Linked DNA regions of Rattus norvegicus: region 1 is linked to region 2. A link is a contact called in public Hi-C data. All regions are on one chromosome and are shown on one strand. Each heading gives the region's core, a stretch centred on a gene start, on an enhancer-like site or on the middle of the called end of the contact. The rest is flanking DNA. Distances are from core to core; before and after follow the strand shown. Region 1 holds the start of Hspa8 (heat shock protein family A (Hsp70) member 8). Region 2 overlaps Clmp (CXADR-like membrane protein).

Region 1 (3,318 bases), core at 675-3,174, 35 kb after region 2:
CTGTACCACCCACATCCCAGAAAGTATGCTTGAGAAACAGACTCAGGCTCTAAATTTTTCAAATTTTTTTTTTTTTTTTTTTTTACTGATTGGCAGTCTCATATATCCCAGCCTCTGTCTAGCAGAACTTTTGATCCTTTTCTTGAGTGTTAAGTAAAAGCCTGGACAGCCACACCCAGTTAAAGGTTAGCTTAAAAAAAGGTGGAGGGGGTGATTCCAAGAAAAACCAGTTGTGCCTTTTCCTACCAGTAATGTCTCTGTGTCTTACTTTTCCTCAGGTTTCCAATGTGGGGGGTTATACATACCTTAGAAACTTGTTTTAATAATCAAATGATGTAAAAAGCACTTTACATGTAATGTACACTTTGCATGAAAAGCACTGTATTAAAACGAACTTCTTGAACTGTAACAGAGTCAAGTACTTCCTTCCATGAACTCTAAGCCAACATTCCTCCCAAAATACAAATACCAGAAAAAAAAAATTATGGCTTTGTCTTAGTGATTACTAGCCTTTGACAAGGACAAAGAGTCCCCGGTCTTTTGATAGCCTTCCTCACATGGTCTGGAGACCTTCCAATTCAAACGCTACAACTAAAAGTTGTTGCAGTATATATATTTAAAAAAAAAGAAAAAAACCAACCTATCTAACTAATAAATATCTGTTCTCCCTGCCCATTTGAAAGGACACGTGGAAAGTGCTAGAGACAGGCTTGGTGTGACAAGGCCCGGAACGCCCTGCCTCCATGCACTGCGGTTTCCTAGTCCGAGCATCGGCTCTGGCCACTGGCTCAGTCACGTTTTCAAGGACTCTGCGCAGTCGGGCGTTTAATTTTTGGTAAAAGTCAAGTCAGGAGAGACATTACCTCATGTTGCTGAAAATAAAAGGTCGAGATCACTCAATCAAGGACACAGGGCTGCCGGAAACCAGGATTGCCAATGCCTAGCTCACCCACAAGGGGAAATAAATTATCCTTTTGAACATTTATTCCATAAAGTGATAAGTCCAGTGGGGCAGAGAGGGAATAGAGGCCACGCTGTCCTCGTCCAGAGATGGGGAGGGGCGCTCGGCTCCGGGGGTCAGCAAAGAGGACTGGACCATTTCTTTCACAGAGGATTACCAACGAGGACCCTGGGGACATGTGACAAGTCAGGCATTATCGAGCCCCCACACTGGGGGATCGACATGTTCCATTTTGCTGGGGGGACAGCAAGGGAGGTCGCTCGGCGGCCTAGCCTTCCACAAGAGAGGCTCCACGAAACAAGCCTAGCAGTGCTCCTTAGTCTCCGGCTCGGAAGCCGTGGGTGGACGAAACCGGAGGCCGGGAAACTGCTGGACTCACGGAGAAGGACCGAGGGGTGGGGTGGGGGAGGGGTGCAACAACCTTCGCAGCCATTTTGTCCTCGCCCCACTTCCGTCTTCTCTTCCCGGACTCCCCCTCCCTCAGGCTCTTCTTTCAGGCTGCACAGGGTCCCAAGAGGAACAGATAGCGCCGAGCACTGCTGCCATTGGTCCGTTGCGGGTGTACCCGCCCTCCTTCATGGGCATCCTTCCGCTCCCTCCCGCCTGCGCTGACGGGTCACGCATGCGTACTCGGTGCCGACGCTCTCCCTTCCCCCACCAGCTCTGAGTGACAGAGGACTCCCGCGCGCGGGCTCTCGGCGCCCCGCCCTCCCCTTTCCCCCGGGCCGTTCCGAGAGCGGGGGCGAGCGTGAAAGTTCCAGAACGCTGCGGTCGTGCGTCATCGCCCGGAGGGGCGGAGTGGAGGCGGGTCCTAGGAGAGCGTTCTGGTTGTTCATTAGTGCACTCCGGAGAACCTGGCCGTCCATTGGCTAAGGAGCTCTGATCGGCAGCGGGATGGGGCGGAACCCTTCTGGAAGGTTCTAAGACAGGGTATAAGAGACAGTGAAGCGGGCGGAAACCGGTCTCATTGAACGCGGAGCCAGCTCTCGGGGGTCTCTGTGTGGTCTCGTCATCAGCACAGCTGGGCCTACACGCAAGGTGAGGCATGGGACTTGGGTGTTGGTGCGTGGCCGGTGTGGTGCAGGGGTCAGTGGGATGCTTAGGCGGCGGGTGCGGCTTAGGCCGCTGTTGCCAGAGACGGAGGCTGCTGCTGAAGGGGAGGATGAGCTGAGTCAGGGCGGCGCCGCCATGGCCTTAAGCCTCCGCATGGCGGGGGAGGGGAGCTCAGGATTCCGGGGCCTTTTCTTTTTTCTGTCTGCAAGCTAAAGGAGGGTCTCTTCCGCGCGTTCCCAGGGCACGGGTTTCAGAGATGGAAGAGGCGATCCAGCCTCCCGCAGTGCGCGGTCCTGGGGGTGGGGGGGGCCCTCGGAGGTGGCCACGTGCTCAGCCATTGTCGCAGACCTTTTGGACAGATGGTTCCTTCAGCCTAGGGCGGGCTGTGCCAAGCCTGGCGCAGGCCACTCAAACTGCAGCAGTGTCGCCTGCGTGGCTTCAGGTGATTGATAGGTCTGGGCCGGTGCAGAGTGAAAGCAGGGAGATGACCGCTTAGTCCTTTTTTTTTTTCCTTCTAGCAACCATGTCTAAGGGACCTGCAGTTGGCATTGATCTTGGCACCACCTACTCCTGTGTGGGTGTCTTCCAGCATGGAAAGGTGGAAATAATTGCCAATGACCAGGGTAACCGCACCACGCCGAGCTATGTTGCTTTCACCGACACAGAACGATTAATTGGGGATGCGGCCAAGAATCAGGTTGCAATGAACCCCACCAACACAGTTTTTGGTAAGTCGCCAGTATTTTTTGTGCTATTGATGGGAGGTTAGAAGGGCTGGGTGGCAGAAAATTTGGAATGTAAAAATAGGCTTTCACACTACTGCAACCTGAGAGGTCATTGCAACTGTTTAAATCGACAATGCAGTGCCACAAGCTATTAAATATGGGACATTGCTTCCTGCACCGGAACTTGCACCTTCCTACACCATGAGGTCATCTTTAGGATTCTTTTGCAGTCAGTAGTCGCCAAGGTTCAATTTACTGTTTTACAGATGCCAAACGTCTGATCGGACGTAGGTTCGATGATGCTGTTGTTCAGTCTGACATGAAGCACTGGCCCTTCATGGTGGTGAACGATGCAGGCAGGCCCAAGGTCCAAGTCGAATACAAAGGGGAGACAAAAAGTTTCTATCCTGAGGAAGTGTCTTCAATGGTTCTGACAAAAATGAAGGAAATTGCAGAAGCTTACCTTGGAAAGGTGGGTTTTAACCGGTGCCATTTATGGGATGGGCTCTCCCTTTTTATAATTCACACATCCTGATCGGTGCTGGAATTTGCCAACTAAACAATTGTTTAATTCATTGT
Region 2 (3,863 bases), core at 784-3,283:
ATGAAAGGCGTCCAATAATTTGAAAGGAAAGGATCTGACAAAGTAGTGTACTTGATGAGCCGCTCACCCAGAATGACAAAGGCCTGGGTTCCACCCACAGCATCAAATAAACTGAATGCGGCCGTGCACACATGCAACCCCAGCACCCAGGTGGGGATGGGAGGATCTAAGTTCAAGGTCCACCTCACCTCAGCTCCATGGAGAGAAGGAGCAGTACAGTCTTTGACACGTGAGAGCCTGTCTCAGTGAACAGAGACACCACAGCAATTTCAGCACATGGTGCTTTTTGGGGTTCGCTTGTTTTGTTTTCTCTTTTAAAGGTAAGAGTTTTCACCTTTGACTGAAGGAAGACTTTTTATGTCTTCTCTTCAGTGTTTCCAAATTTTCACCATTTCTACTGTTGAATCTGGGGGTCAGGTTCCAGAACAAAACCGCTACACTACCTGGACAGCCATCTAAGAGCAGCCTGGCGCTAAGGGACTGAGTGAGTCACCTACATACACGGGCTGGATGAAGGCTCAGGCAGGATGGAGTAGAACTTCGAAGGCTTCCCCACACTACCCAGAATGGCGCCCGTATTAAACTGTATTTATTGTTTCTTTCTGGAATGTTCATTCAGTGCTTTTGGACAATGATTGACTGCAGTGAAGCCCTAGAAAGTGAAACCAGAGATAAGAGAACTGCTATATAAAGCTGGAACCACCCGCTAAGACTTGATGGAGGGGGAGGTCAAGGACAGCCTCCTTGTTTCAAAAAAAAAAAAAGCCGATGTAAAAATTTTGGGGCTTCTTTTTTTCATTGTTATTGTTTTTTTGTTTTGTTTTGTTTTGTTTTGTTTTGGAGACAGAGTCTTGCTGTCACTCAGGGTGTCCTACCCCTCCTTTTAAGAAGGATAATATGACAAGTATGCACCATCACGCCCGATGTTTGTATTCATGAGATAGTCTTCAGTAGACTCAGGCTGGCCTTGGATTTGAGACTCTCTTTCCTCAACCCACCAAGAGCTAGAATTACAGGCATAGACCACAACGTGCAGCTTTGATCTAAGTCTTTTCTTTTTTTTTTTTTAACTTTTATTTATTTATTTATTTTATATGAGCACACTGTAGCTGTCTTCAGACACACCAGAAGAGGGCATCAGATCCCATTACAGATGGTTGTGAGCCACCATGTGGTTGCTGGGAATTGAACTCAGGACCTCTGGAAGACCAATCCGTGTTCTTGACCACTGAGCCATCTCTCCAGCCCCTTGATTTAAGACTTGATGGAGGGAAGAAAACAGAGCAGCACAAACACAAAGGTTTGGAATTCCTAAGCAGCTCAAGTGGCAAGGTATAATTAAGATGTAAACCAAGGGGCTGGAGAAATGGCTCTGCAGTTAAGAGCTCTTCCTGAGGTACTGAGTTCAGTTCCCAGCAACTACATGGTGGCTCACAATCATCTGTAATGGGATCTGATGCCCTCTTCTGGTGTGCAGCCATGCAGACAGAACACTCATACATGAATAAATAAAATAAAATAAAATAAAAACGTAGATGAGGGCTTCAGGACCTGAACATGGATGATCTCCCAGCTATATTAGGGCATTTCAAACTGTTCCCATATTAATCATGGAGTTCTTAGAAAGACTTTAAGAGTGCTAGGGACAGGCTGCATTTTAAGGCACCCACTCTGACACAGGTGCACTGATTTAAGAGGCCCTCAACTAAAAGCAAGCATGATTTCACACTGTATAAGAAAGGCTTATCTTCCCTCCCCTCCTCCTCCCAGTCGTCTTCCACTTGACTCATGCTTTAACACACACACACACACACACACACACACACACACACACACAGATAGAGAGAGAGAGAGAGAAATCTAAAAACATTCTTCAAATCTCACTGTATATCCCAAGTTGGCCTTAGATTCCCATCCTCATCACCTCAAAAACCTTCTAAATGCTGAGGTTTTGGGCATTCGCCACCTCATCCAGTTTGCAATAAATTTAAATCACAGGCATGAGTACTTGGGAATCTCAACCTAGAGATAGGAAATAGATAGTAAAGCTGCCAGGACTTTATAACTTCTGGGGGGTTGAGGGGAGTGAGTCTGAGAGTGGAGGCGGGGGACAGGGAGAATGAGTCTGAGGGTGGTGGTGGGTTGGGGAAGTGAGTCTGAGGGTGGTGATGGGGAGTAAGTCTGAGGGTAGAGGCAGGGGCAGGGAGAATGAGTCTGAGGGTGGGGTTGGGGTGGGGGAGTGAGTCTAAGGGTGGTGGGGATGGGAGTGAGTCTGAGGGTGGTGGTGGGGGGAGTGAGTCTGAGGGTGACTGAAAAGAGAGAACAGGAAAAGCTGAAATAGACGTGATGCGTAAAGTGGGCTAACCAATGACGCAAATCACAAGTTTAGCCTTGCATTTCAATTTGAGAAATGTTTTTATCTCTTTTGTCTAGGATGCTTGGAGCAGGCAGGGAACATCTGGGGGTGGCTAGGCAGTCCCAGGAACACGTGTATTTATTTCAGTCTTAGTGGAGTAGAATAACCAAAGAATTCAATCACTTTTTCCCCTTTTATCCTAAGGTTGACTAAATTTCAAAAAGGGAGATCGACCATCCCCTCCCCCAAACAAAGTCCCCTAGCAACATACAACAGAATTTTTCTCTGTGTTCTCAGATTAAGAAATTAAAACAGAAATCCTCCGGTTCCCATGGCAACCTCTCACATGTCACCCTTTCCTTTTCCATTTGGCTATCGAGCAAGAAAACCCTTGAAGGGAAACAAGCAGAAACCAGGCTGCTGGGTTGGCTTCAAGGGTAAAGGTGCTTGCAGCCAAGCCTAGCATCGGAGTTCAATCCATAGGACCCACCCGCTGGAGGAGAGACTGAGTCCCACAAGTTGTCCTCTGACCTCCACTCACATGCCATGGCCTGCGCGAACACACCAAGAGGTAGACAAAAATGAAACAGACAAGCAATTTTACAGTTGCTTCACAGGCGACGGCACCGCAGAGGAGCTGCTTCTGTTCCATGCACGTCACAAGTTGACTTGTGCTCTAGGAAGTTCCTCAAACAGAGCCTCACACCAGCTATCATTCATCCATTTGTCTCTGGCGTTTATTTGCCAAATGACTGGGTTGATATCCATTCTTCTGTCACATGGTGTACAGTTGAGTCTCATCACTAACCTTTTCTACAATTAAAATGAAATAGTCCGGCCAGCCAGGTGAGTCATATTAAAGGCACTTGCAGCCAAGCCTGACTACCCGAGTTCGATCCCAGGGACCAACTTGGTAGAGAGAATTCACTCCTACAAATTGTTCTCTGACCTCTAATGCACACAGTGTGGTTTGTACACCTACCCTTCGTGTGTGCATGCATACCTACGCACAGGCACACAGACACAATAAATAAAAATTTCCAGGTAGGGTAGCGGCTGCTTTTTATCCCAGCACTCAGGAGACTGAGGCAGGAGGATCTCTGGGAGTTTGAGACCAGCCTGCTCTACAGTGAGTTCCAGGACAGTCAGGGCTACAGAGTGAAACCCTGTCTCAAAAAGACATTGAGGCAAGAGGTTATCATTCTAACTGGGGAGCCAGAAAAGGCTACACACAAAAGGTAGCCTTTGTAGATGTTTCTTAACCAAATATAAGAGGAGAGGCATTCATTCTGACAGAGAAGACTACATGACCGTGGCAAGGACCCCAGAATCAAGCAACATCAGAGCTGGGTGTAATGGCAGCAGCTGGGATCCCAGCACTTGTGAGGCTAAGGCGGGAGGATCCCTGAGTCGGAGACTCATAGTCGTAAGCACATTTCTTAGCTTCAACAGCAAGTCACTGTCACTCTCGGAGAAACAAATCTATGCTGTCCAAAGGAGAGATACA

Evidence for each region. A called contact is a pair of places that touch in the nucleus more often than the background predicts.
Region 1: a Hi-C map of mammary epithelial cells shows a contact between it and region 2, with 2.9 times the contacts expected there. The contact joins the promoter of Hspa8 here to the enhancer-like site in region 2. A contact is called at or near these places in 9 of 12 Hi-C or Micro-C datasets (the A7r5 cell line, the Rat2 cell line, Schwann cells and 5 more) and 1 of 1 datasets of contacts at active chromatin or transcription factors (oligodendrocytes).

What each region holds. Positions count from the first base shown.
Region 1 is chr8:50,078,590-50,081,907 of GRCr8, forward strand. It overlaps Hspa8 (heat shock protein family A (Hsp70) member 8), which reads left to right and starts at 1,925. Exons shown (of 9, transcript NM_024351.2): 1 at 1,925-1,999; 2 at 2,533-2,742; 3 at 3,006-3,211. The coding sequence starts at 2,538.
Region 2 is chr8:50,043,603-50,047,465 of GRCr8, forward strand. The region is part of intron 2 of Clmp (CXADR-like membrane protein); the gene reads left to right. Among named protein-coding and RNA genes, the nearest start is that of Hspa8, 35 kb to the right of the region's middle. Within about 2 kb of position 2,034, at least 16 of the 93 cell types and tissues checked have an H3K27ac peak or open chromatin away from gene starts, as enhancers often do.